5 separate regions of the Mus musculus genome follow, and all the other regions are linked to region 4. Evidence: chromatin contacts called from public ChIA-PET, Hi-C and HiChIP or PLAC-seq data. All regions are on one chromosome and are shown on one strand. Each heading gives the region's core, a stretch centred on a gene start, on an enhancer-like site or on the middle of the called end of the contact. The rest is flanking DNA. Distances are from core to core; before and after follow the strand shown.

The links. A called contact is a pair of places that touch in the nucleus more often than the background predicts. ChIA-PET counts read pairs in DNA pulled down with a chosen protein or histone mark. HiChIP or PLAC-seq counts read pairs in DNA pulled down with a chosen protein or histone mark.
Region 1: a contact with region 4 is called in a Hi-C map of cerebellar granule neurons, with 2.5 times the contacts expected there. The contact joins the enhancer-like site here to the promoter of Eomes in region 4. A contact is called at or near these places in 8 of 39 promoter capture datasets (the 3T3-L1 cell line, the C10 cell line, the HPC-7 cell line and 4 more), 1 of 15 datasets of contacts at CTCF or cohesin (CD8 T cells), 2 of 484 Hi-C or Micro-C datasets (CD8 T cells and cerebellar granule neurons), 10 of 115 datasets of contacts at active chromatin or transcription factors (CD8 T cells, effector CD8 T cells, embryonic forebrain and 6 more) and 1 of 9 other capture datasets (embryonic stem cells).
Region 2: a Hi-C map of cerebellum shows a contact between it and region 4, with 3 times the contacts expected there. The contact joins the enhancer-like site here to the promoter of Eomes in region 4. A contact is called at or near these places in 10 of 39 promoter capture datasets (the 3T3-L1 cell line, HPC-7-derived erythroid cells, embryonic stem cells and 4 more), 6 of 484 Hi-C or Micro-C datasets (the G1E-ER4 cell line, brain, cerebellar granule neurons and 1 more), 10 of 115 datasets of contacts at active chromatin or transcription factors (astrocytes, craniofacial prominence, embryonic basal ganglia and 7 more) and 1 of 9 other capture datasets (embryonic stem cells).
Region 3: a contact with region 4 is called in an H3K4me3 HiChIP or PLAC-seq map of embryonic basal ganglia, with 2.9 times the contacts expected there. The contact joins the enhancer-like site here to the promoter of Eomes in region 4. A contact is called at or near these places in 12 of 39 promoter capture datasets (the 3T3-L1 cell line, cranial neural crest, embryonic stem cells and 5 more), 1 of 15 datasets of contacts at CTCF or cohesin (embryonic stem cells), 30 of 484 Hi-C or Micro-C datasets (the C2C12 cell line, CD4 T cells, CD4 single positive thymocytes and 13 more), 15 of 115 datasets of contacts at active chromatin or transcription factors (CD8 T cells, Th17 cells, astrocytes and 9 more) and 3 of 9 other capture datasets (adipose tissue, embryonic stem cells and liver).
Region 5: an RNA polymerase II ChIA-PET map of memory CD8 T cells shows a contact between it and region 4, with 511 read pairs. The contact joins the enhancer-like site here to the promoter of Eomes in region 4. A contact is called at or near these places in 9 of 39 promoter capture datasets (the 3T3-L1 cell line, the C10 cell line, the HPC-7 cell line and 4 more), 2 of 15 datasets of contacts at CTCF or cohesin (CD8 T cells and embryonic stem cells), 21 of 484 Hi-C or Micro-C datasets (CD4 T cells, CD4 single positive thymocytes, CD8 T cells and 6 more), 11 of 115 datasets of contacts at active chromatin or transcription factors (CD8 T cells, effector CD8 T cells, embryonic forebrain and 5 more) and 2 of 9 other capture datasets (embryonic stem cells and liver).

What each region holds. Positions count from the first base shown.
Region 1 is chr9:118,291,004-118,296,505 of GRCm38.p6, forward strand. No RefSeq gene overlaps it. Among named protein-coding and RNA genes, the nearest start is that of Gm33088, 50 kb to the right of the region's middle. Within about 2 kb of position 3,233, at least 3 of the 459 cell types and tissues checked have an H3K27ac peak or open chromatin away from gene starts, as enhancers often do. A contact at or near this core is called in cerebellar granule neurons, where this site is marked.
Region 2 is chr9:118,225,028-118,230,182 of GRCm38.p6, forward strand. No RefSeq gene overlaps it. Among named protein-coding and RNA genes, the nearest start is that of Gm17399, 77 kb to the left of the region's middle. Within about 2 kb of position 2,289, at least 10 of the 459 cell types and tissues checked have an H3K27ac peak or open chromatin away from gene starts, as enhancers often do. A contact at or near this core is called in cerebellar granule neurons and cerebellum, where this site is marked.
Region 3 is chr9:118,254,116-118,258,979 of GRCm38.p6, forward strand. No RefSeq gene overlaps it. Among named protein-coding and RNA genes, the nearest start is that of Gm33088, 87 kb to the right of the region's middle. Within about 2 kb of position 1,281, at least 21 of the 459 cell types and tissues checked have an H3K27ac peak or open chromatin away from gene starts, as enhancers often do. A contact at or near this core is called in embryonic basal ganglia, neural progenitor cells and neural stem cells, where this site is marked.
Region 4 is chr9:118,475,338-118,480,477 of GRCm38.p6, forward strand. Eomes (eomesodermin) reads left to right here and starts at 2,852. Exons shown (of 6, transcript NM_010136.3): 1 at 2,852-4,209; 2 at 5,130-5,140. The coding sequence starts at 3,323. It overlaps Gm33408 (a long non-coding RNA gene), which reads right to left and starts at 3,311. Exons shown (of 5, transcript XR_871338.1): 1 at 3,223-3,311.
Region 5 is chr9:118,269,592-118,274,422 of GRCm38.p6, forward strand. No RefSeq gene overlaps it. Among named protein-coding and RNA genes, the nearest start is that of Gm33088, 72 kb to the right of the region's middle. Within about 2 kb of position 2,275, at least 19 of the 459 cell types and tissues checked have an H3K27ac peak or open chromatin away from gene starts, as enhancers often do. A contact at or near this core is called in CD8 T cells, Th1 cells, effector CD8 T cells and 2 more, where this site is marked.

The DNA.
Region 1 (5,502 bases), core at 1,983-4,482, 180 kb before region 4:
CCTGTCCACTTCTTCAGATCATGCAGAGTTAGGAGAATGTGTGTGCAGACAGGAAGCTGTGTGGACGGAGGGAGGAAAGGCCAAATCTACCTGCTGCCTCAGACAATTACTGTTTTAAAAATGATGGATTTTGCTTTTGTTGCCATAGTGAATGGAATTGTTTTCGCTGAGATCCTTGCTGGATATTGACAGACAAATAAGGTAGACTAGAGAGCTCACACACCTGTAGTTAGCCGCCCTTGACAATGTGGCCAGAATACAGGATAGAGAAAGGACAACCTCTAATAGATGCTGTTGAGGAACCTGGATAGCTACGTGCAGAAGAACAAAAATAGACCAGAAATTCACACCATACATAAGAATTACCTCAAAATGAGCTAAAATTGCAATATAAGACCCGACACTATGAAGCTACCAGGAGAAAATATAGTGGGGGTGAGGTGGGGGGTGGCATTGCTTGACATTGACCTAGGCAAGGTTTCAAGGAGTTTAACACTCAAAGTCCAAGTGAGGCAAGCATACTAGAGCAATTCCATCAAATGAAAGGTTCCACACCACAAGGCAATGGTCTAGAGTGGGAGGACAGCACTAGGGATGGAAGCAAGCACAAGCCATGTATCTGACAAGAGTTTTGCTGGATAAAATGTTTCAGAAACACAGGCAACAAAATAGCAAGAGGTTAAAAAAAAGAAGAAGAAGCAAAGAACCTAAAATAATGTTTCTCAGGACAGGACAGGCAGTAGATTCATTGGACAATGCTCAACTTCACTAATCAGCAGGGAAATCAAAATCACAGCAAAATACTAGCTGTGTCTGTCCCGTGGCTGTTATGAGGAAGATACGATGTGGGCAGAATAGACTCCTTGGATACTATTTGTGAGGGTGTACATTGCTAAAACTATTTGTTTTAATCAGGATTTCTATTCCTGCCCAAAATCTTGCAAGCTGGGAAGGAAAGGGTTTATTCAGCTTACATTTCTACACTGCTGTTCATCACCAAAGGAAGTCAGGACTGTAACTCAAGAGGTCAGGAAGCAGGAGCTGATGCAGAGGCCATGGAGGGATGTTACTTACTGGCTTGCTTCCCCTGGCTTGCTCAGCTTGCTTTCTTATAGAACCCAAGACTACCAGCCCAGGGATGGGCCCTGCCCCCTTGATCACTAATTGAGAAAATGCCTTACCGATGGATCTCATGGAGGCATTTCTCACCTGAAGCTCCTTTCTCTGTGATAAGTCCAGCTTGTGTCAAGATGACACAAAACCAGCCAGTACACTATTTTTAGGAAATGGTATTAAAAAGTCTTCAAAAAATTAAAAATAGGAATACTAAAAGTATTCCTATAATCCAAGACTACTACTCATGGGTGTATGTGTAAAAGGAAGACAGCCTGCCTGTGTTGGTCTGACTGGCCTTGCACTCATAAGGATCCATCTGTGTCTGACTGCTGAGTGCTAGGATGAAGAGTGTACGCCACCACTCTTGGGCTCACTTCTAATATAAGGAAATACTACCATTTGAGAAAGGTGATCAACAGATATTATGAGGTGGACAAGAGAACAGTCCTGTTTGATCAGAATATGAAACTGTCAGATTCATAAAAACAGAGAGCACAATGGTCTTTCGAGGGGTAAAAGGCAAGGGAGGGAATACATATATATATATACACACACACACACATACATGCATGTGTATATACATATACACACATACATACACATACATAATACACATACTTATACATACATGCATACTTACAGATATACATACAACCATAGATAGATTGCATGCAATAGTATTTATATGTATATAGTGTTTGTGTATATTTGTGTATACATACATATACACAGAGAAAAGAGAGAGTTGAGTATTTATGCCTACAGATGTATATGATCTGTAGGATAAATTCCCAGAAGTGGAATTACGGGTCAAAGGTTAAATGCATTTTCAATGTGGATAAAGAATGCCAAATTGCCCTCCGCGCGGGCTGTGCCGTTTGCACCCCTACCAGCAATGCATGACAGCGCCTGCTTCTTCGCAGCCTTGCCAACACAGTGATTTTAAACTTTTGGGGTTGTGCCAACCAGATAGGTGAGAAGTGCTGTTTCGATGTAATTTCGCTTTGCTTTGCCTCTTATTGTGAGTGAAATGGAGACTCATTACACACACAGAGGGAGGGATGGGGAGAAAGAAGAGGAAGCGAGAGATCAAGAGAAGAATGTATATGGGGGCCATTTGGATTTATTTTCTCCTGTAAATTGTAAATCCTGACCTTCTCAAACATGTTTCTTCTCAGTGTCCATTGGTTCTTTAGATATTAAAGGGGTTAGCTCTTTGTAGCAAATATTTACGGGTTTTCTCTTCCATTTACCTATTTGAAAGATGCCTATGAGGTAAGACACGCCTTTCATCCTGGCACTTAGGAGCAGAGGCAGGTGAGTTTGAGGCCACACAAGTGAGATAGCAAGTTTGATGACAGCCGGGGCTACAAAATGAGACCCTGTCCCCAAAAATAAACAAAAAAAAGCAAGTAATCATAAAATAAAAGCCATCGTGGAATGCAGTGACGATCTCTGGGCTTTGAGAAGTAGTCTGTAAGACTTCTCTCTGTCCAAAGTCACCGAAGCATCCCCTCGTTCCTCTCATCCTTCAACAAAGATCCAAGTAGGTCTTATTATGCTTATTTATAGACAAAGAAATCTAGGATTTGTACTAGTCTTTCCCATTCCTAAGCCTTCTCAGAATGTGATTCAAGGATTTAAAACTAAACTCTTCTTCTCGGTGTTACTTGGAAAACCTTTATGTGGGCTACCGTTCATGCTTTGCTCCAAATTTCATTTTCAAACGTAAAGATAACTGTGGTCATTACAAGAAAAGTTTCGCCAGAAATATCATCTTAGTTGCTGAGGAATGGGATTTTAAGGAAGCTTTAAGTAAACCCAAAATTGCTCAGGCTTTATAAACACTAGGTTTGCATTCGCACAAGTATAAAACAATATCTCCCAAATGTTATAAACATAGATGCTGGAAGCCAAAATGTTCAAACCACCAGGCCCAGGCACACCATGTACAGACGTCAGCAAATGTCCCTTTTAATTGAACGCTCAAAAGGATATCTGCAGGCAAGCAGAGAGGCCCTGTGGTGGCCACGTTGGACTGCATTAAGGGACACCTGGAAGGTATGGCAGCCCTTCATCCCTGTCTCTCCCTTTCTCTGTGCCAGGGCCAGCAGGGAGGGAGCGAGTGACGTGTCTATCGAGGACTAGGAAAAATACTCTGTTTGGGAGCCAGTGCCCTGAAGGAGGATGACCCAGTTGAAGCCTCCTCATCCTGAGTTCCCACACCCGGGAGGCTGCCCCCCCATCCATCCAGGCTAGCCCGTTAGTGAGATTCACAAAGGGCAGGTGAAATGGCTTACCTCTCAGGTTCTTAGGGATCCTCTAGGAGCCACTCTGATCCACTGGTGAGCGCTGTCTCCTGGGCTCTGTGGAGACTGAGACTGAAGCCAATCCTAGTAGCAATGTTGAGCCTCACCATTAATGCCTGCCGTGGATACAGGAAAGAGAAGTGGCGTCTGGACCCTTCACACATCCCAGTGAAAGACATAGAACTACTTTACAGGAGCAAAGCCTGACATGGCTACCAGGATGTCTTAGACTCCAAATGCCATGGTTTTAAAAGGCTGTGCTCTTTTCCCAGCAGGTAACATCATTTACCCAGAAGGCTAAGTTAGTGTTTGACTTCTTCCTATAATCCAGTGTTCTGGATTTACACTGTGCCTAGAGCATTGCTATCTGCTTGGTACAACAGATTGCATTGCATACAGAAGGTTAGATTGTGAATGCTACTTTGCACATGTTCACATATTCATTTAAAACATTTATTCCACGCCTGTTTGTGTGCACTGAATGAAAGAATGATTAAATATTATTTCAAACTGATTTTTCCACAAATGTATCATAACAATTTTAGATTTTGGTAGAGTATGTTATATTCATGTTTTTTTTTTAATTTGTGGCTCATGCTTTTTTATACTAAAAAACCTCATAGCTGTTTTATTTTATATTTAACTAATAAACATCTACATTGATATGGCACTCGGTGAGGTCATATTGAAGCCAAGTTAAAGCTACCTGTGTCCCTTCATCTTTTCATGATGTCCAGTCTGAAAACTTTGCTTCGTTCCAAATTTTGAGGTTTTTCTCTTATCTCTTTTCTCTAAGGTACTTAAATTTCTAGTTTACATTTGAGTCAGTTACCCACTTGGGCTGATGCTTGGGTAAAGGTTGGGTTTTAAGTGGATCTTCCGCCCCCACCTTCTTTCTTTTCCTCTTTCCCTTCCCTTCCCCTCCTCCCTCCCTTCCTTTCTTCATTGACAATGGAGATCCATTGCCCAGGGACCAGCTACTGGGAAGGGTGTTGTTCCTTCGCTGAGACCCACGTGGGCCTTGACGAGATCTCAGCTGAGCCTGCTTGTGTGGCTCTGCTCCGTGTTCTTTTGTTTTTAGCCAAGTGTTTTGTGAGCAACTGTGAACAGTATTATCTTGTTACCTTTGATACCCATTGACCTGTGCATCATTCTCTCTCTCCATCCATGTAACAGTCTTGACCACTCTACACTGGACTTGAGGTGTTGCAATCGGTTCTGCTGCTTTCTTTTCTTCCTCCTCCTCCACCACCCCCTCGTCCCCTTCTCGTTTTGAACTGCGCTGCTAGGCCACTTGCTCTTCCATCTATATTTTTAGGTAATGTTTTTCTATATTAAAATCACACGTGACTGAAGCCTTTTAACTCAGCACTCTGGAGGCAGAAGTGAGTTCTCTGTGAGTTCGGGGACAACCTGGTTTACATTATCAAGTTTCAAGCTAGCCAGGGCTATAAAGTGAGACCCTGACTCAAAAAACAAAACAAAACAAAACAAAACAAAAAACACACAAAAAAATAACATAGAGATTTACCAAGATATTGGTAAAATTTGCATTAATTCTGTGTCTGTGTTGGTGAAAAGCTTACATTTTATTTGTTAAGCCACCACCCAGGACACGGAATGCCTCTCCCCTTGGTTAGACCTTTGGGATTTCGTTCATTAGCCCCTAGTGATTTTCAGCCTCTAAGTCCTGTATGTACTTTATTAGATTTATAGCCAAGTGTTTTGTGAGCAACTGTGAACAGTATTATCTTGTTACCTTTGATACCCAGGAGTTTATTACTAGCATATAAAACTGTATTTAACTGTTATGTTTTTATATCCTGTGCTCCTGGGATAGAAATATGGAATCCCATGTTAATTCTCTGTGTTGTTTAAGTCTTTCCTACATAGATGGGGACAGTTTCCTTTCCTTTCTGTTTTTTGTTTTTTTGTTTCTTGTTTTTTATTTTTTGTTTTTTGGTTTTTGGTTTGGTTTGGTTTGGTTTGGTTTGGTTTGGTTTGGTTTGGTTTGGTTTGGTTTTTCAGACAGGGTTTCTCTGCGTAGCCCTGGCTGTCCTGGAACTCACTCTGTAGA
Region 2 (5,155 bases), core at 1,039-3,538, 250 kb before region 4:
TTTTTGTTGTATCTTTTTTTATAACTTTTTATTCTGCAAATTTCAGGTGTGGAGTGGGGGAACGTTTCAACAGATACGCAAGAGCACAAGCAGAATTCCAAAGCACTATTTGTTATTGCTCTACAAATAAAAATGGTCCGTCTTTCAAAACCTCGGCATTGCTTGTTGGGGATTTTCAACATGCTACTGGGCCGTTTGAATTTTACTTGTGTGTGTGTGTGTGTGTGTGTGTGTGTGTGTGTGTGTGTGTGTGTGTACAGGTTGATCATTTTAGGATCCTGGCTCCTGGACTGACAATGTCTTCAACGGTGTTTATGATGCAGCTTTCCATGGGCCAGAAGTGAGGATTACATTTTGAATGCTGACTTATGCTTGCTTGGAAGAAGAATTCCGACTTCCACATTCCCATGACATGACAATGTCATGTCTTCTATCTGAATGTACAATATCAAAGGTACTTGAATTCATCAAAACCAGGCATGATATGATATCCCGGTCTAATGGCCTCATTCAGATAAACATTAAAAAAGCAGAGATGCATCGCAAGGGGCAGTCTTGGAGTGCTTAGGGCTTTGCACGTTGGAGCCAAGCTATCCAAAGGAGAACACTTTCCTGAGCTGTCTGCCACCCCCATCAGTAGCACTGCCTGACAGTGGTCCGTCTTTAACATGTCCAAGGTGCTTTCCCACACTGATAGTTTGATTCAGATCTTTATGACTAAATATTTATACCAGGAAACTGAAGAAATTGCCCTATCCCCTCCTTGGCTTCTCTTCCTCTTTCTTTCATCTTTTTGGTTCTGGAATGTGGACCCAGGACCAAACATGGTACCACTGCACTGACCTCCCAGCTCCCATTTTTATATTTACTGCACTGAATATAATTTCACATATCAAATCCATCCTTTGTCTCTGACTCTCGTATGGGTATGTGTGAGTTAATATTGGTTTTCAGCTTGGCAAGGATGTAGAGTCACCTAGAAGACAAGCCTCTGAGCATGGTAGTGAGCACGTTCCTGGACGGAATTGAGGTGGGAAGACTCACCCTGAGTGTGGGCGGCAGCATCCCATGGGATGGGATCCTGGACTGACTAAAGAGACATAAGCTTCCTGACTGTGGGCGCAGTGTGACCAGCAGCTCCTTTTCCTGTTCCTGCCCATGCCCTTTCCCACCACAACAGACTGCACCCTCAAACTATGAGCCGAAATAAACTCCCCTTCCTTCCCTAAGCTGCTCTTTCTCGGGGATTTCATCATAGCAACAGGAATGGCAACTAAGCAGAAGGTATGGATTCCTTTAGAGGGAGAGATGCATACAGATTTTGACAGCATGAACTCTTCTAAGATGCACGCCAACTCAGCCCTTGTAGTTGGTTTATCAGATGACTGCTACCACATCCCCTTTGCTTCTGTGGGTGAGCTTTAACTCTGGCAATAGATGGCTAACATAGCCCTTGCTATCACTTGATCTACTGGCTGTAGAGATTCTAAAGGACAGCACTCACCAGTCAGAATAGTGGTTTGAAGGTCCCACGCACCTGACAACGTGTCTGGCCATAGGGACTGCTCCGGAAATAGTCATTTGCTGACCCAGGCAGCAGCTCCGGTAAATCAAAGAGCATGTACAAAATAAATGCCATCTAATAGTTTTTAACCAATGGTGCTTTTTGTAGTTTTCAGAAAGAGATGCACAGGCATGTACATACACACACACTCATTTGCATGCACACACGCATGCATACACAAAGATGAGGCTGAGCATGGTGATGTATGCCCATAATCCTAGCCCTTGGGAAGCAGAGATAGGAGGACCAATGTTAAGTTCAGTCATTCTGGTCTACACAGCTAGTTCCAGTCCAAGATAGATAGATAGATAGATAGATAGATGGATGGATGGATGGATAGATGGATGGATGGATGGATGGATGGATGGATGGATGGATAGATAGATAGATAGATAGATAGATAGATAGATAGATAGATAGATAGATAGATAGACAGACAGACAGATAGATAATACAGACAGACAGGAAAAAAGGTGGAAAGAAAGGGGAAGGAAAAGAAAGTAGGAGGAAGAGGAACGGGAGGAGGAAAGGAAGAAGCAGATAGAATTAGTTTTGACAAACAGTACACACTTCTCATTCATTCATTTATTCATTATTTAAACCAATTAACTCCTTATGAAATGCCAGGTACTTTAATAATGCCAGAAGGTATTCAGTAAACTAGCCATGTGAGAACAAAACAGAAAGCAACTTATGTCTTAAGCTCGACACCGGTGTTTTCATTAGTAAACACCCGGTAGCTTGCAGAGCTTAGAACTTGAATTTAATTCAGGTCGTTGTTTGGTCTGGAATGCATGAAGAGATACAGCACTGCGCAGAGCCAGGTTTCAAGGAAGCCTCTGCAAGGAACCAGGACTCCCTGCTCAGCTGCTGCGTCTGTCCCTCTCCAGACAAAGCCAGGCCAAGCAGAGCACCAAGACTGTGACAGACAGCTTCGCTCCGTGGTTTGGGGTGGGGCCATGGCAGACACCCTAGGCCGGTGCACTTTAGAGGCCAAAGCTTATCTAATTTTTAACTTTTAACCACGCTCCTGCCATCTCAATATTTTTTTTTCTGACCGTCCCCGAGAAAACAGGAACGAAACTGACCTCTCCTCGCATCTCTGTCACCGTGGGGCTTATGTGGGCAGACTGACATCTGCAGGCGCATCGTTAGCGAGTTGGCAGCCTCTGTGCCCTGTGCAGGTTGCAGTCAGACCTGCCTTCTACAGCAGCCTCTTTCTGGTTGATTAACTTTAATGTAATTTTAATTAAAAACCACAGTGTCAAAGGGTTTAGCTACTCGAGAAATGAGCACAGACTGCGGCCCAGTGGCAGCAGTCACTTGGAAAATGGAAATGCGTCCTGACACTGTTGTGCGGGGGCCAGATAAACAGGGTCGCTGCAGTGCTGGGCTCCACGCAGGGAGGACACGGGGAAACGTCAGAGGCAAGCGTCTCCTAGCACTTGGAGGTTCCAGGGTACCCATTTCAGGTGTCATCCACAATTTTGAGACCTCTTTCTGCTCTGGCACACAATCATACCCTGTACGGTGGCTGGCTGCGACTATTCTGATGTCCTGTTGGCACTTGGGGCTCTAAATCATCCCATAGATCTGTGTTAGAAATGAATCAAATTTGAAGCAGGAAGGAAAAAAAAAACAAAAACAAACAAACAAACAAACAAAACAACTGAAGACCAGTCACGGTTTAGTAATTTATTCAACCATTAAACCTCTCTGGTTTTCTCACTGTTTTGTTTTTTGTTTTTTTTTTATGGAGATGGGGTAATTTGAATTTCAGAAATACACTTTCCTTTCAAGAAAGCAGTTTCTCTGGGGTGTGTCTCTTATACAGGTGGCCTGAGGGAGTGACTGCCATTTTCAGTGATACCCTTGCTTTGAGGCAGTGGTTGTATAGGTAGATTTAACCATGAGACATGAAGTCTCAAAAATATGTTACATTCTTTAATCTGCTTGTGCATTGAAATCTAATCACTTTTCACATTTCAGCTTGGCCTTCACAGACTGTTTGTCAATCCCCGTTTTCCTGTTGATGCTCCACTGCTCGGAAAGGAAAGACTGAAGGGCGGTGCTGTGTGGGCGAGGTCCTTTATCACTGCCGGTGGAGCATCTCTAGTCCACGGTGAAATGCCCTTTAGTGTCCCTCAAGGTAGCTAATTTTTAGGGCACAAGTCTCAGGAGAACACCTAGTGACGTCAATTCTTCAGAGGAGAGTTTCCTGCACCGGGTCTGTGGTTAGGCGAAGCTGCTTTGCCGACAGATGGGGCCGGTACCCGTGGGCCCGGAGCCATGTGAACAGAAGGGGCCCCCCGGACCCTGACAGAGAGGATAGACAGAACCGTGGGGGAGAGTTTAGGGCAGTATGCAGGGAGGGAGAGGAGGCACGGAGGGCTTCTACACCAAGTCCAGCAGAGAGGAAGAAAATCAAAACAAGCAGATGGGTGGACCGGGAGAGGTGATTTGAATTGTGTAACTTGCTTAAGAGACTAATAAAAAACGCAGTCTCTTGGGGGAGGGCTTCACCGCAGGCAATTTTGGAAAATTGGAAATTTAGCTAAGATGGCCAAAGGGGAATGAACGCTGAGAAGAATAAACAGAAAAGTAGACAAATGAACGGAGTGGAGGTTTTGTTGGGAGGAGGAGCCCTCTGCGACCTCTGTGCACACTCAGGAGGCCCATTACAACTGCCTTTTCTAATAGAATACAAGGTTGGATTTTTTTTTTTTAGATCATCTATTCAGCAGAATAATTAATCAAAATGGTCCAGAGAATGACCTAATGCAGGAGAGCGTGCCTATGATGCAATTGTCATTTCTTCCTTTGTCTTTATTTGTGGTGCTGGGGCTGAAATCCAGGGCTTTTCCTGATTTGCAATAATTTAATTCTTTTGTGCGTGTGCATGCATGTGGGTGTGCATGCGTGTGAGTGGTGAAAAGGGAAGAACCCAGAGCTTCATGCACATAATGCAGGGACTCCACCACTGGGCTGCATTCTCAGCAGTGGAAATTTGTTTATCTGTTGCTTGCTTGCTTATTTATTTATTTATTTATTTATTTATGAAGATAGGGTCTCACGTAACCCAGGCCGGCCTCAAACTCACTCAGTAGCCAAGGATGACCTTGAACTGCTGATCCTCCTGCCTGAGTGCTGGGATTACAAGCCTGTGCTGGGAATAAAACCCAGGGCCTTGTGAACGCTAAGCAATCACTCTACCAACTCAGCAGCATTTCCAGCCTATGAAGGTTTTAAAAAAGAAAACTCACTGGAGACGATCTGAATAGGTTGAACCAGGGGCTCCAACAAAACTTCCCTAGAGTATTAAATTTTCATTGGATATATATGAGTTTTTGTAAAATAGTCCTATGAGCAATATGAGGAGGCCTGAGTTACATAGACAAGAGGATGTAAATAAAAGATAAATGAATGATAGATGGATGGGTAGGTAGTTTGGTAGATAGATAACAGACTACACACATACATACATACACACATTCTACATGCAACAAACATATATGCTACAAACTACATACATACTACACACATACTACATATATACATACTACATACATACATATATACATACATATAAAC
Region 3 (4,864 bases), core at 31-2,530, 220 kb before region 4:
CTGCCTCTGACCTAACCAACCATCCCAAGGCAGGGCCTGAGAGAACCCAAGAAGCAACTTAGGAGTATCTATTAGCACTATGTGCAGCTATTCCCAATGCTGTTTATGAGGGGAGAGAAAGGGAAAGTGGTGGAACTCTAAACCTCCATGCATCTGAGCGACACTGCACATACAGGAGCTGTAGCAACTGAAGACCCAAAGGAATGTAGACAGGCAAGCTTAACAGTTATACCATTCCCTCGTTGGAAAGCCATCAAACCAACTCGATCAGCTTTAAATAAAAGCAGTCTGCAGTGGGACAATCTGGAAAACAGCATATTTATCCCCCAAAGGGCTGGAGAGATGGCTCAGCATCATTTCCTGGTCTTCCAAAGGACCCAAGTTCAGGGTCACCCAACACCCAGGTCAGGCAGCTGGCAACCACCCATAAATGCAGCTCCAGGGAACCCAACAACTTTCTCTGACCTCCTCAGGCTCGCATGCAGATACACACACACACACACACACACACACACACACACACACACACACACGTTTTATTTTGTTTTTAATAAGGGTAACAATTGTGATTACTTCTGATTAGACTCAGTCAATAACATTCTTGCCACCTGAACTCAGATCCTCAGCACCCACATAGAAAGTAGGGTTCAGTATACTTTACCTGAAATCCTCAGGGCTATAGAGGCAAAGGCAAGATGCTGGGGCTGTTGGCCAAAGCAATATACTCCAGATGTCATGAGAAACCATCTCAAAAACTAAGGTGGAAAGGAACTGAGGAAGGCAACACAATATCAACCTCTGCCTCCTTCCCAAATGCATAGGCACATCTACACATAAGCAATCATGCACACACATGAACACATACAAACAAGATCATGAGTAATGGCTATAAAGTATCAACCAAGAACCTGACATAAGTGTGGTAAGAGCTCAGAGATTGGTGGGTGCTGTCTCTGAGGTGACACCTGATGGTCTCAGTGGCTTTATGCTATGGCCAAGCAGTGCTACCTAATATTGGGGGTTGCAGAAGAAATCCCAAATCTTAGCTCTATGGTTATCCTTTCTAACACCCTCAGTCCTAGCACAGCTGTGGGGTCAGGATCTTAAAGGATGGTCTTCAGCTGCATGGAATCTGGGCCTGGGTCCGGGGTACCGCTTGCCGCTTGATGAGAACTGTCAGGCCAGTCTGCTCCAAGTCAAACAGACTCATCTGGCCAGCCAGTATTGAAGCATGTGTGTCAGAGCTAACCTGTATTGAGTCTTGTTAGAATGTGCTTGCAAGACAGGGTTGGCATTCAGTGTAACTAAGCCTAAACCCCGGCCAAGACTGAACTCAGAGATCATTTGCATGGGATTTCTTCTATTGGTTTTTAATCCAGCACTTACAAGAACCATCAAACAACGACAACAAAGACCACAATAAGCAGTCAAGCGATTTCTTGCAGGCTTCTTACCACTAAAGACAGATTTAAAAGGCATTGTTTCCTCTAACATACAAAGTATCTAGTCTCTGACATACAAAGTATCTAGCCACTGGTGTCCATTAAAGTGGAGTGAAGCACAAGAATACCGCAGAGGCGGGGTGTGCTTGAGAAATTTGCATACGAATTTCCATTAGGATTAAAGACATTTAAATCCACATTACCCTCAGCAGGCAGAATAATGAATGCGCTATTATGGACGAGGCTTAGCGTGTGTCGCCACTGCCTTTGGCGGGTTCAAGTCTTGCTCGGGATGTAATATTTAGTGACTCGTTTTTTCCTCATGCATAGGGTAATAGGCTTTAACTTTCTAAGCTTTCCTGCCAGCCCTTGCCCCCCTGCTGTGCCATTATATTGAACTTGCAAGCAGGAAGCTCTGTCCAGCTCGCCCAGATTACCACAGCAATAGGCCCGCTGAGGGGGCTGGTGTCAGGATAAGTGTTAAAGCAGGAGCTGCCCCATCTTGGCATGCTGTTCTCATCTTATTAAATACAGCTTTGTGGAAGCAGGGAGCCTGCCTCTCAGTCACACTGGCTCAAGCCTGGCCCAACTGCTACTGTCAGACAATATGAGAATAGGAAACACCGCAGCTAATGGCAGGTGCTGCTTCCCACGTGACAAACACAAGTCAGAGGGGCTCTCATTATGAGACTGACTTCATGAGCTGGTGGGAGGGTATTTTATTTTACTCTTCTAGACGCTTCTTTGAGGCCAAGATCCAATCGAGAAAGCCTGGTGCTTTGGGGAAATGAAACAAACACTGCCCCTTTTAGTAGTGGTCAGTCTCTCCTAGGGCGTATGAGTTGACAGACGGCTGCTATCCACTTTCCAGTTTCAAGCTCCCTTGGGTCTTTCTGTTTTTAAAATATTACATTTTTATTAATTCTTTGGGAATAATTAATACAGGCATACAATGTATTTTGATTCTAGCATTTCCCACACCCCCTCCATCGCCTAACTCCTCCCAGATCCTCCTTCCACTGCTCCACCCCACCCCCAAATTCATCTTTCTTTCTTTCTTTCTCTCTTTCTTTCTTTCTTTCTTTCTTTCTTTCTTTCTTTCTTTCTTTCTCTCTCTCTCTCTCTCTCTCTCTCTCTCTCTCTCTCTCTCTCTTTCTTTCTTTCTTAATGACACACCAAGTCCAATTTGTGTTGCTCAAAAGATCATGGGTATGGAGCCAGTCAGTGGATCGTCCTTAAGTTTCAGAGTTAACAGTAGTAGACTGCAAATCTTTCTAGGCATAATCTTAACTCCTCATCTTAGCATAGCAAGGCAGAGGCGGGCTGTAGACAGATGCAGACTCAAAAATGAATGAATCAACCTGGAAATAAGTCAACGTTTAGGTTTGTGAGTCTCTGTCTTGCTCCAAACATTTGCCTTCATGCATGCTTTGGTTATACATTGCTGCAGAATACATAGACCACTACATTTAGCAGCTTGTAATGTTGGCCATTGTTAATGGTTTGAAGTGTCCTGCAGGGTCTCAGAACACTTTTTTCCCTAGTAGATGGAACTGTTTTGGGAGGCTTTTGAATAGGGACCTTCACTGGGAGATGTGGAGCCATAGGGTGGTAGAGGTGGCCTTAGTGGTTTGGCCTTGACTCTCTCTGCTTCCTGGTTGTCACCATAAGGCAGTTGTTACCACAGGCTTCCACCACCACAGAACAACCTGCCACAGTGCCTGCCCCACAGTGATGGGCTGTAACCCCTCAAAGCGTGAGGCAAAAGGAGGGGAAGGGAGGGGGGAGGAAGGGAAGGAGGGAGAAGAGGAGGGGGAGGAGAAGAGAGAGGAGGAAGAAGGGGAACAAGAGGAGGAGGAACAGGAGGAAAAGAGGGAGGAAGGAAGAGAAGTGGGAGGAGGAGGAAAAACAGAAGCGGCTTCCTTCCTTAAGTTGCTTCTGTCGACTATTAAAAAAAAAGTAACAAATGCTACCATTTTCTCTCTGTGGGCTGGCATCTAAGGGTGAGACTTAAAAGAGTTAAGTTGGGGGCTGGAGAGATGGCTCAGCTGTTAAGAGCACTGACTGCTCTTCCAGAGGTTCTGAGTTCAATTCTCAGCAACCCAGCATGGTGGCTCACAGCCATCTATAATGGGATCCAATGCCCTCTTCTGGTGTGTCTGAAGACAGCAACAGTGTACTCATATACATTAAATGAATAAACAAATCTTAAAAAAAAAAAAAAAAAAAAAAAGAGTTGCTGTAGCCTCAGCCTCAGCCTCAGCCTCGGCAGAGATGGAACTCTCTCACACAGAGTGATCTGCAGCGGTGATCAGATTACAGATGAGACCAGGACACTCAAAATTCTCTTGAAAGTCTCAGTAGAGCTAGTGAGCTTGATCACTGAGTTCTCAGAGGCTCTCAACCTTCCTAACGCTGCGACCCTTTAATACAGTTCCTCATGTCGCGGTGACCCCCAACTATTAAATTATTTTTGTTGTGAATCTATAACTGTAATTTTGCTACTGTTATGAATCATAATGTAAACATCTGTGATTTCCATGGTCTTAGGGGAACCCCGTGAAAGGGTTGTTCGACCCTGCCCCCAAAGGGGGTTCCAACCGGCAAGTTGTGCCCCTGCTTTAGAGGATCTAATATTTCTCCATGCTTCCTCACTCTGTAATGCTCCTGTCCCACGTGTCACATCCTACACCTCTTCTCCAACAGGACACTGGTTTGCTTCTGGGCTTCCTTCCTGTGCTGATCCACGTGACTCCATCACTGCTGTACTGTGAATTAGTGCTGTGGATATTGTATTAGTCACTGGCCTACCACACAAAATACAGTTTACTGTTTGTAGCTTTTTCCTATAGAAAGGTATAAATGGAGACAGATAGATGACAGAGAGAGAGAGAGAGAGAGAGAGAGAGAGAGAGAGAGGGAGAGAGAGAGAGGGAGAGAGAGAGCGGACTGATAGGTAGATAGATAGATAGATAGATAGATAGATAGATAGATAGATAGATAGATAGACAGACAGACAGATAGGTAGACTGACAGGCAGGCAGACAGACAGATAGAAACATTTATGAGAATCTAGTTCTCTTCTACCAAACAAAGCCTTCAAAGAGGCTTACAAAAATGTTTAATTTCCACATGGATTTCTTTTATTTTGGAAGTGATTTTCATTTCTTCTTCTTTTTTAAAAGAAGTCATCGAGAGATGATCAGTATTAACTAAAATTGAATTCATTACTTTTATTTTTAATGAATAGATACCTTTAAATCCAGTTTTAATTTCTAATTTAACAACTACTAGTAAACAAAAGTTATATAAGCAAAACCCCTTCAAGAGTCCTCAGGGGGAAATTGTGGGAGGGGTGACTGGGAGGGGGCAGTGAATGGGATGTAAAGTGAATAAGTAAAAATTAAAATTAAATTTCAGAA
Region 4 (5,140 bases), core at 1,602-4,101:
TCCAGAGGTTCCTGCTTGCCCCATCTCAGGCTGCAAAGAGCTATTTGAATTAACCCAGCCACAGCTGGGGTCTGGTACTGCCAGGGATCTCCTCCCCACTGTTGATGTTTTTGTTCAATGTATCACTGTCCGTTAAGCCACGGAAAACCAGGCACCTTTCAATAAATGTCTCGCTTGGATTTCATGAAGCTTGGGGTGTAATTGAAATCAAACAGCATACAGCATGGAAGGTCCTGCTGTTTGTGCACCCAGGCTACAGGAGGTGCTGCCTGACATGTGCCCTCGCTTTGTTTTCTCTTCTTACTTCTGGAAAAGAGGTCTTGGATTTTAAAGTGTGCCTGAGACACCAGAAAACATTGATTTTTATCTCTCTTTCTCTATAAGTATTAATGAGCCAGGAAAAAAAAAAAAAGCCCATCCCAAGTAGAAAATCATAGATTTGTCCTCCACCGTGTTCCAGAACTTGGGACTAATGTAGTCCAGAAGTATCAGTAATAAAATGTAAGTTAATTAACATAAAATATTTGATTTTTTTGTCTCTATGAAGCTAGGAAAAATATGTTTAGTTGAAACGGTGCTTTTCACCATTTTAAAGGGAAAGTCTTCACGATCTGACAGTTACACTAATGCGTCCTAACAACACTAATGTTAACCCTAATAAACTTCCCATATCTCAAAAATCCCAGGTCCCAAAAGACTTTCCTAGCGCTCTTGTTTTTGATTCTTTTTGGATTTATCTTTATTTCTGTAAAATGTGTCAGAAATCGGATGAAAGTGTATTTACTGAGGTGGGGTTCCAGGAATCCGTTCAAATTCTAGTTACACAGATTGAATTACACCGAGTTAATAATTTGATGGCACTAGAAACGAACCTATGCGCCTTCCTTCATGAGCTTGCTCTAGGGGTAGGATAGAATGAACCCGATTCTGATGTGGTTAGGGAGACAGCTGGTCTGAGTTACTTGCGCCAGAGTGGGTCTGAACGGTGCCCGTTGCCTGTGTGGCACTGTGCCACGCCAGCGTTTCCCCGGTCTCTTCAAAGTATTTTGAAGGGACCTTACTTCTGGCTGTGTTATAATACAAAACTGACATATAACTTCAGTCACCCCATCTGCAGATAACGTGAGATTCAGTCTCACACCTACATCTCCCTCAGACATCCTGCAGCTCAGGGCCAGGCTAACGAAGACTCCAGGTTGAGTCCCCAGCGCAGTGAGGCCCTTTTCTTGGAACTCGCATCCCCCTTGTGGAATCCTCACGTTCAATATCTCGCACCCTTTGAGGGGAATAAAAATTAATCCCAAAGGCTTCGCTGCATCAAAACAAAACAAAAACATGCGGGACGGAGCCCGAGACCAAATCGGAGCTGGGATCTCTGGACTGATCGCGCAGGATGTCAGCCCGAGTTCTCTGAGCCAAAATTGACAAGGTTGTTGTTCCAAAACACTTGAAAAGCTTTGCGAGCGCCCAAGACCCACTACGCTATTCTATCAAAACCCCACACAGCATCCAAGTCCATGAAGGATCGCTCCACTCCCTAACACGGGCGTGCCCACGTTCGTGATTCGCGGGGTTTGGACCCAGGTTGGAAAGCTTCGCGCGGATCTGCTGCTGGCGTCTGAGCGCTTAGCAGATCCCGCGGCCACCTCATCTGTTCTCGGCAAAAGTTTCCCGTGTGATCGCATTGGGTTGGGGGAAGCAGAGTCCCTACATCTCGACCGGAAAATGCGCTCCTGGAGCGACTACTGCAGGCGTCCGTAATTGCTTATTAGAGGAGAATGTACAGGCTTCTCATCGTCAACGAAACGTGTTCCCCCTTCTGTAATAATAAAACAATAAAATATGACGGCCCCGTCCTTGACTGTTTGCGGAAACGCAGGGGGGAAAAACAGGCAGCTGGAGCAAAGGAGCTTAATTCAATATCAAACTGATTATTTCACTAATTATTCTGCCTTCTGTATTGTGCCGCAGAGAGGCGCAGGGAATCTTAACTGCACAGCTGCTAGGGAACCTTTGTGTCTTAGTGTCAGTCCCCACCAAAGATGTTGGCGAAAGCGGGGGCTGGGGGAGGTAGGAAACATCCAGTGTTTAGAAAAAACCGAGCAGAGGGAATTCTGAGTAATGAAAGTGACGGCCTCGGGGAAGCCGGTGTTTTAGCGCGGTTGTAATACTGAGTGTTTGGTTCGTCCGGTCAGGCTCATGTTGGGTCTTCAGAAGCCCACTTCAGAAGCTAGAAGCTGGAGTCTCTGATTCAGACGCGGAATCCTTTTGCCATCTCTGGAATCCCAAAAACTGAACGCGAGGTTTCTCTCCACCAAGTCTTTACGCTAAAAGATGGGACAGGACAAAAAGCGGTTCCTGTGTGCTGAAGGCCAGGAAGTCAGAAGGAGGGTGTGCGCAGAGACTTCGGGTCGCTCTCCAGCCCTCCCCTAGATTTGCACCCCCGGGGACCTGAGCCTTCCTGCGAGCAGGGAGCTTGTAAAGACGCCTTCACGGGCCTCTGGGACCTGCCAAACTAGACCCGAACTCAGGAATGATTCCTATGCCGTGGGTAGACCATGTTCGCAGACTTCAAACCCGTTTCTCCGGCGCCATAGAGCCACCGGGTACACCAGGATTGATTCTCAGTGGGATATAGTTCTCCCAAAGACGCTTAAAGAAACACCAAACCAGCAATAACAGCCAAATAAGCTAAGAGAAAATGAAACTCGCAGGCGACCCGATCCAATTAATAAATACTTAATTGAATTAGTGTCACCTCTAACAGCCAATAGCAAAGTCCCCTAGCCATGGGGCTGCGAAGCCCCTCCCTGGCCGCACATATATAAGCAGCCAACCACCGCTCACAAGTTTCCAAGCGGTCAAGTATGCCTAGAGTTTAGCAGAGCCAGCCGAGAGGAAATGGCTGGTTGCTAAATGGGAACTCAGAGCTAAGTCCTCTTCTTCCTTAGTGTGAGTGTAGGGGTCCTGAGAGGTTAGACAAGGAGGGAAGGAAGAAAAGAAGGAAGGAAGGAAGGAAGGAAGGAAGGAAGGAAGGAAGGAAGGAAGGAAGGAAGGAGAGAGACACCTACAACCCGGGGTTTGTTTTCTTGCGGAAGGAAAGGGGCACCTACAATCCCGAGTTTGTTCCCTTGAGGGAAGGACGCTAAATTGGGCGCGCGCTGAAGCCGCCCCGCAGGTCCGCAGGTGGGTAGCCTAGGCGAGGGAGGAAGGGGACATTACCTTCCCCTCGGAAGAGGGCGCTGGCTCCCCCAACTGGCCTTTATAACCAGGCCGCGGGAGGCGAGGAGGCAGCCGGTTGCCGTCTGCGATTCGCTAAAGCATGCAGTTGGGAGAGCAGCTCCTGGTGAGCTCGGTGAACCTGCCCGGCGCGCACTTCTACTCGCTGGAGAGTGCTCGCGGAGGAGGAGGAGGAGGAGGCGGAGGAGGAGGGGGAGGCGGAGGGAGCGTCAGCCTCCTCCCCGGTGCTGCCCCCTCGCCCCAGAGGCTGGACTTAGACAAAGCGTCCAAGAAGTTTCCGGGCAGTCTCCCGTGCCAGGCGGGGAGCGCAGAACCCGCAGGCGCCGGCGCGGGGGCCCCCGCGGCCATGCTCAGTGACGCGGACGCTGGGGACACCTTCGGGAGCACCTCGGCGGTGGCCAAGCCCGGGCCCCCGGACGGCCGCAAGGGCTCCCCGTGCGCGGAGGAGGAGCTGCCCTCCGCCGCCACCGCCGCGGCCACCGCGCGCTACTCCATGGACAGCCTGAGCTCCGAGCGCTACTACCTCCCGTCGCCGGGACCGCAGGGCTCCGAGCTCGCCGCGCCCTGCTCGCTCTTCCAGTACCCGGCGGCGGCCGGAGCAGCCCACGGACCCGTGTACCCCGCGTCCAATGGCGCGCGCTACCCCTACGGCTCCATGCTGCCCCCCGGTGGATTCCCCGCCGCCGTGTGCCCGCCCGCGAGGGCGCAGTTCGGCCCCGCTGCGGGTTCGGGGAGCGGCGCTGGTAGCAGCGGCGGTGGTGCCGGCGGTCCTGGCGCCTATCCCTACGGCCAGGGTTCTCCGCTCTACGGGCCATACGCCGGAACCTCAGCGGCCGGGTCTTGTGGAGGATTGGGGGGCCTAGGGGTGCCTGGCTCCGGCTTCCGCGCCCACGTCTACCTGTGCAACCGGCCCCTATGGCTCAAATTCCACCGGCACCAAACTGAGATGATCATCACCAAACAGGGCAGGTGAGTGCAGGGTGGAGGGACCCCAGGCGCCTGGTTGTCCGCACACTGCGGGCTCTGCTTAGGGTGTTTAAGTGGTACATCATATCTCCAAAGTCGTGTCCCTTACTTCCTAAGGCACACCTGTAGCTTGGGCTCCGAGCCCACGTTACTCTCCTCTCTAGTCACCTTCACCGGGATTGACTGGGAGGAGGAGGAGGCGGAGATGGAAATTTGGGAATGAACCCTTGAGGGCAGATCTACGTGACCCGCTGGCTCCTGGGTTTGCAGCAGGCGATTTGTGGGCTGCATAGCGAAAGAGGGCTAGCTGGAGCTGGCTGCGGCCTGCGCACAAGTGTTTGAAAAGAAGCTTTTTAAAGCTCCTTGGTTTGGTGGGGCTCTTCTGTAAGAAGAGCAGAAAGAAGTCGGTTTGAGCTGGTGACTAGGTAGACAGTTTTTGGAGCCAGATGTTTGGGGGAGGGGGCTCTGCTTGCGGGGAAGGGACCAGAAAGTTCAGGCACACCTTCAAATTGTCATCAGCTACTTCTTGAGGAAGTGAGGAGTGGATATTGGGAGACAGGGACCCAAAGAGGGCTCGTTGAGAGAGAGAGAGAGAGAGAGAGAGAGAGAGAGTGCAAGAAGGCGCGCTCCGGCCTAATGTTCTCAGTCACCTATGTCTTTAAAAATAATTTTAGACATTTCAGAAAGAAACCTAGTAGATACCTGAAAATAGATGGATGTCTCAGAAAAGAAGCACGCGAATTAGGGAAAATACTGATTTGGAGGCTGTTCCAAATAAATATGTCAATTTAAAACCATTTTCTTAGTTTCAGGCCGTAGTAGCCATTTTTGTTTGTTTGCTGTTTATTGCAGACCCCCCATGTGTCCGGGAGGGACCAGAGCCGCTACTTAAATAATTTCCTCTGGTTCTGTTCTTTGCACAGGCGCATGTTTC
Region 5 (4,831 bases), core at 1,025-3,524, 210 kb before region 4:
ACCGACTAAAGCTATGGGGCTCAGTAGGATTCATTCCCACTCTCCCCTGAGGCTCAGCTCTGCCCAGTCGGGGCTGAATTCAACAGCGAGGCTGAAACACTGATGGTGAAACCATACTGAACCCCCTCCCGCTCTGAGCCGTCCCTGTTCCCTTCCAAATGCTATGAACGCATGCGCTGGGGAGGGAAAGACCACCTCTTATGAAATGTGTACTGACTCTTCTGACTTAATCAAAGTGAATATTGGCCCAAATTGATGGCTACTTCCAAAGAAAACTAAACTCTTTCCGTTAACAGTAGAAAGAAGGACCTGGCGCTGGGTGGCTCCGTTTCAGGGATCAAAAATTAGGATGTTACTAGGCAGGTTTATAGTTACGAATATAGCTTTTCTTTGAAAGGCACTTTACTTTTGTGTGCCTGTGTGTATGTGCATGCACACATGCGTGCAGTTGGTCACAGAGGCTAGAGAAGGCATCGGATGCCCGAGTTGGGGTTACAGGCAGTTATGGGCCTTTCAGTATGGGTTGTAAGAACAAACTCAAGAACTCAGGTCCTCTAGAAGGGCAGAAAGTGCTCCTTACCCACTGAGCCATCGTCCCTGCCCCACGAATAGATCTTTGTAAAACCTAGTTTATGTCCAAGAGAGCCAGCTATGGCTTAAGAGAGAAGTGTGGGTCTGTTTCTAGCTTACTGACTACCCAGGACATTTTGTTATGGCTGATGGCTATTGCCTAAAACACAGATTTAGGCACACAGAGTTTTGAGATGCAGCAAAAAGCAGGCCTTGCACATAAGACTTGGCTAGGAAATAAATGTACTTCCTGGTTTTGTTGGAGCTGAAAAACTATGAGAAGTCAAGTGTTTTATTAGGGACTGAGCCACTCAATTTTTGTTTGTTTGCCTGTTTCTTTGTTTGTTGAGATGAAAACCTCAAGTAGCCTAAGCTGGTCTCAATCTCACTATGCACCTGATGACCTTTGATATTCTAATTTTGGGGGCTGGAGAGATGTGTCAGCAGTTAAGAGCACTGACTGCTCTTCCAGAGGTCCTGAGTTCAATTCCCAGCAACCACATGGTGGCTCACAACCATCTGTAATGGGATCTAATGCCCTCTTCTGGCGTGTCTGAAGACAGCTACAGTATACTCATCATATATATTAAATAAATGAATGAATGAATAAATAAATAAATAAATAAAATCTTTAACATTCTACTATTCCTGCCTCAGCCTCCTGAGTGCTGGGGTTAGAGACAAGCACTGTCACGCTCAGTTTACGCACTAATGAGGACGGAACCCAGGGCCTCCTGCACAACATTAGGCAAGTACTCCAGCGATTGAACTACATCCCCAGCCTCTGACTGAAGCTTTTAATAACAATTAAATGATCAATAAAGTCGTGCTTCTTTGTCTTTAGAAGTAACAGAGGGATAACTAGGGAGAAGGATGTAGCTTCTACCTTCAGTTTCCTTGCAATATTATCTATTCTTGTTTTTATGAGATTCTGATTTTTTTTCCAGGTCTTAAGATAAAAATGATTACATTTTTTAAAAGGAAGGAAGGAAGGAAGGAAGAAAGAAGGAGAGAGAGGGACAGAGGGAGAGAGGGAGGAAAGGAGGAAGGAAGGAAGGAAGAGAGAGAGAGAAAGAGAGAGAGAGAGAGAGAAAGAGAGAGAGAGAAAGAAAGAAAGAAAGAAAGAAAGAAAGAAAGAAGGAAGGAAGGAAGGAAGGAAGGAAGGAAGGAAGGAAGGAAGGAAGGAAGGAAAGAAAGAAAATGACAAAATCTGAATATTGGACATCACAAAGTGTCTGCTTGGGTTCTTAAACAATATTATCTGTCAAAGGATCCTGGATAATCTGGATCCATGTTGTGGTTACACTGGCCACAGAGCCACAGCCAAAAGTCAGAGGTACAGCCGCTAAGATCTGTAGGAGGACGCACACGTGTGGACGGAGACCTGACTCTGGGATTGGCTTTCTCCTAGCTGGGCTTCCCTCTCACTGCATCTGTTTGCTCATGTTCTTGAGGTTGTTAATCACATTCTGAAAGTTCTCCCCTACAGTGTAGCTAGCAAACGGGGAGTTTCTGGTTCAAGGACCTCCCGGTTTGTTTTCCTTCCTCTGGTCCTCATACCAGGCTGATGCTAAGCTGTCACTTCGGGCTTGTTAGTCAAATTATGGTGATTAATGCAAACAGCCAACATGAACTTTGAGCGGTTCAGATGCTCCACAGCCCACGCGCTGGCAGGACGCCATCCTCCCACATCTCCTAAGTGGCTCAGACACCTTTCAACACCAAGGAAGCCCGTCCTCAAGCGCAGAGCCCGGTGACTCGTAACTGACTCAGACACCTTTCAAAACCCAAAGACAGCTTCCTGGGATTTGACATAAATGTGATGGCCAAGGTCCTCTCAGAAGACAACCTTAATGAGGATGTTTGAAACCACATGGCTTCAGGTAAAAAGCCGTCTTCTCACAGCCCTCCCGTAGGCAAGGCAGGAGGCTGCGCCTTCCCAGAGCTTTTGAAGCACAGTGAAGCCTCCATTGCCCTTTGGTCCGCATGTGGCCATTTCCTTTAAGTGGCTTTGCATTTTATTAGTGCATGTTCATCGTACATAGTGGCATGTCAAATACACTCTCTCTCAAGTATTTCATGCACTTGAAAAGTCACAGTACCTCTCTTAGTTTCTGTCCCATTCCCCCTTCCCCTAGTCTCCCCGGTCTCTGCCCCCAACCACCTTCTTCTTTCATTCATAAATGTGTGTGTGTACATATGATATGTGACATATGTCATATACATATATATATTCTATTTCTATAAAGAATTCTATGAATCACCAATGAGAGAAAATAAGATATTTATCTTTCTGTATATGATTTATTTCATTTTGTTTGATGATCCCCAATTGCATATATTTTCTGCTGTACGGCTGAGTAAAATTCTGTTGTCATTTTTTTTTTAAAGCCAAAAATTAGAACTACCATATGACCAAGCTACACCACTTCTAGGTATATACCTGAAGGGTGCAACCATCTTCTTTGCAATACTGCTCTGGAGTCACACTGTGCAGTCAGCTGAGGTGTCTGTCAGCAAGTGGGTGGGCTTAAACACAACAAGGACCCCACCAGCACTCCTGGTGTATCTTCCTCGCATGGTGGATGTTTGTGTACATTGTCACTTTCTGAGACCGAAGAGTGTTTATATCATGAAGACTCTCCAAATCTGAAATTCTCCAGAGTGTGTAACACTCAACATTCTGACCTAATATGAACTTTGAGCTCTTGCCAAAAGGGATTTCCTGTAGATAAAGAAAGCAACTATGACAAAAACGTTCCATCAACACAAAGTAAAGTGGTTTTTTTTTTTTCCCTAAACGGGGGTATACCCTGTGAAATCAGCTCCCACTAACATGCCGCTCTGCGAGTTTGTAAAGCGGGTTCAGAAGGGTCAACTCATGAAACCTTTGATGCCGTGACCTTAGCCAGCTGTTTACCTCTGACATCTGTCTTCCAAGAGCAGACACAAACTTGGCTTCTTGTTCTAGCCCTGTTATTCACAGCTTGCTCATGGTGGTCATCCGTGCAGTCATGATCTGTCAGTGACACCATCACAGGAAAGGGAGCAGGACAATGCCACATGATGTCACATGGACCCATGGAGACATCTAGCCCATTGGTTAACAAGGTTGGGTGGGGTTCTAATGGGACTGAGAAAATGGCGTAGCGCACACACCTCATTATGGTTTCTGTTTAAGTAAAATCAGGCCTCTTGAGGTTTCTTTTTTACTTATAGTAAAATCCACTTTTAAATATGTTTTTTTAATCATTTTGACAGTCAAATTCTTATAGTCACTATCAATATAGAGAAGATATTACTCAGAAATGTTCCTCACAGCTCATATCAATGGTTCTTCAAATCCCCAGCCCTAGAAATCGCTGGCTTATTTTTTTTTAATACACCCTTGTGCCTTCAACAATGTAGCATACGTAGTCTCATAGGAAATGTAACTTTTTGGGTCTTAATTCTTTCATTTAGAGTAATTACTTTGAATATATCCACCTAATTGCAATGGATTTCTTTGCATATGTCTATATAACTATATGGATTTACTTTTCAATGTGTCAATGACTCATTTAAAATTGTCGCTACTTACTGTTATTTATTTGTGTGTGTGTGTGTGTGTGTGTGTGTGTGTGTGTGTGTGTATGGGTCATCAGGAGATCGCCACAACATACTTGTGGAAGTTAGAGCACAGCTTTGCATATGTGGACCTAACGTGGGTCATCAGGTTTTCACATAGCAGGTGCCTTTGCCTGCTGAGGCATCTCACTAGCCCTGGTTCATTACCTTTAACACTGGGTAGCCTTCTCTGGCATGAGTAAGCTATGACTTGTTTACTCATCCGCAGGTTAAGATGTTTGCCACATTTTAACATTTTTGTAATACTGAATATATACCTTATAAATATTCATATACACATTTTTTGAGTGAGGGATGACTGATTAGTAAGGCAAACATAAACCAGATGTCTGATGTACACCTGTAAACCCATCACTTGGAACATGGCAGTGGTGACTCACACCTGTGAGCCCATCTGTCTAATGTGGCAGCAAGAAGATCAGGAACTTGGGCAATCCTCAGCCATGGTAAGAGATGACTCCAAAGGGGCTTCATAAGACCATGTCTCAAAAAAAAAATGGGAGACTTACAACAATAAATCCTAGCAAATGAATATAACATTACATGAATATAATTAATTATTAGAAAAACACATATTAAATCCATATTAAGGTAGCTCTAAATACTCATTAGATGGTGAACATTGTTAACTTGT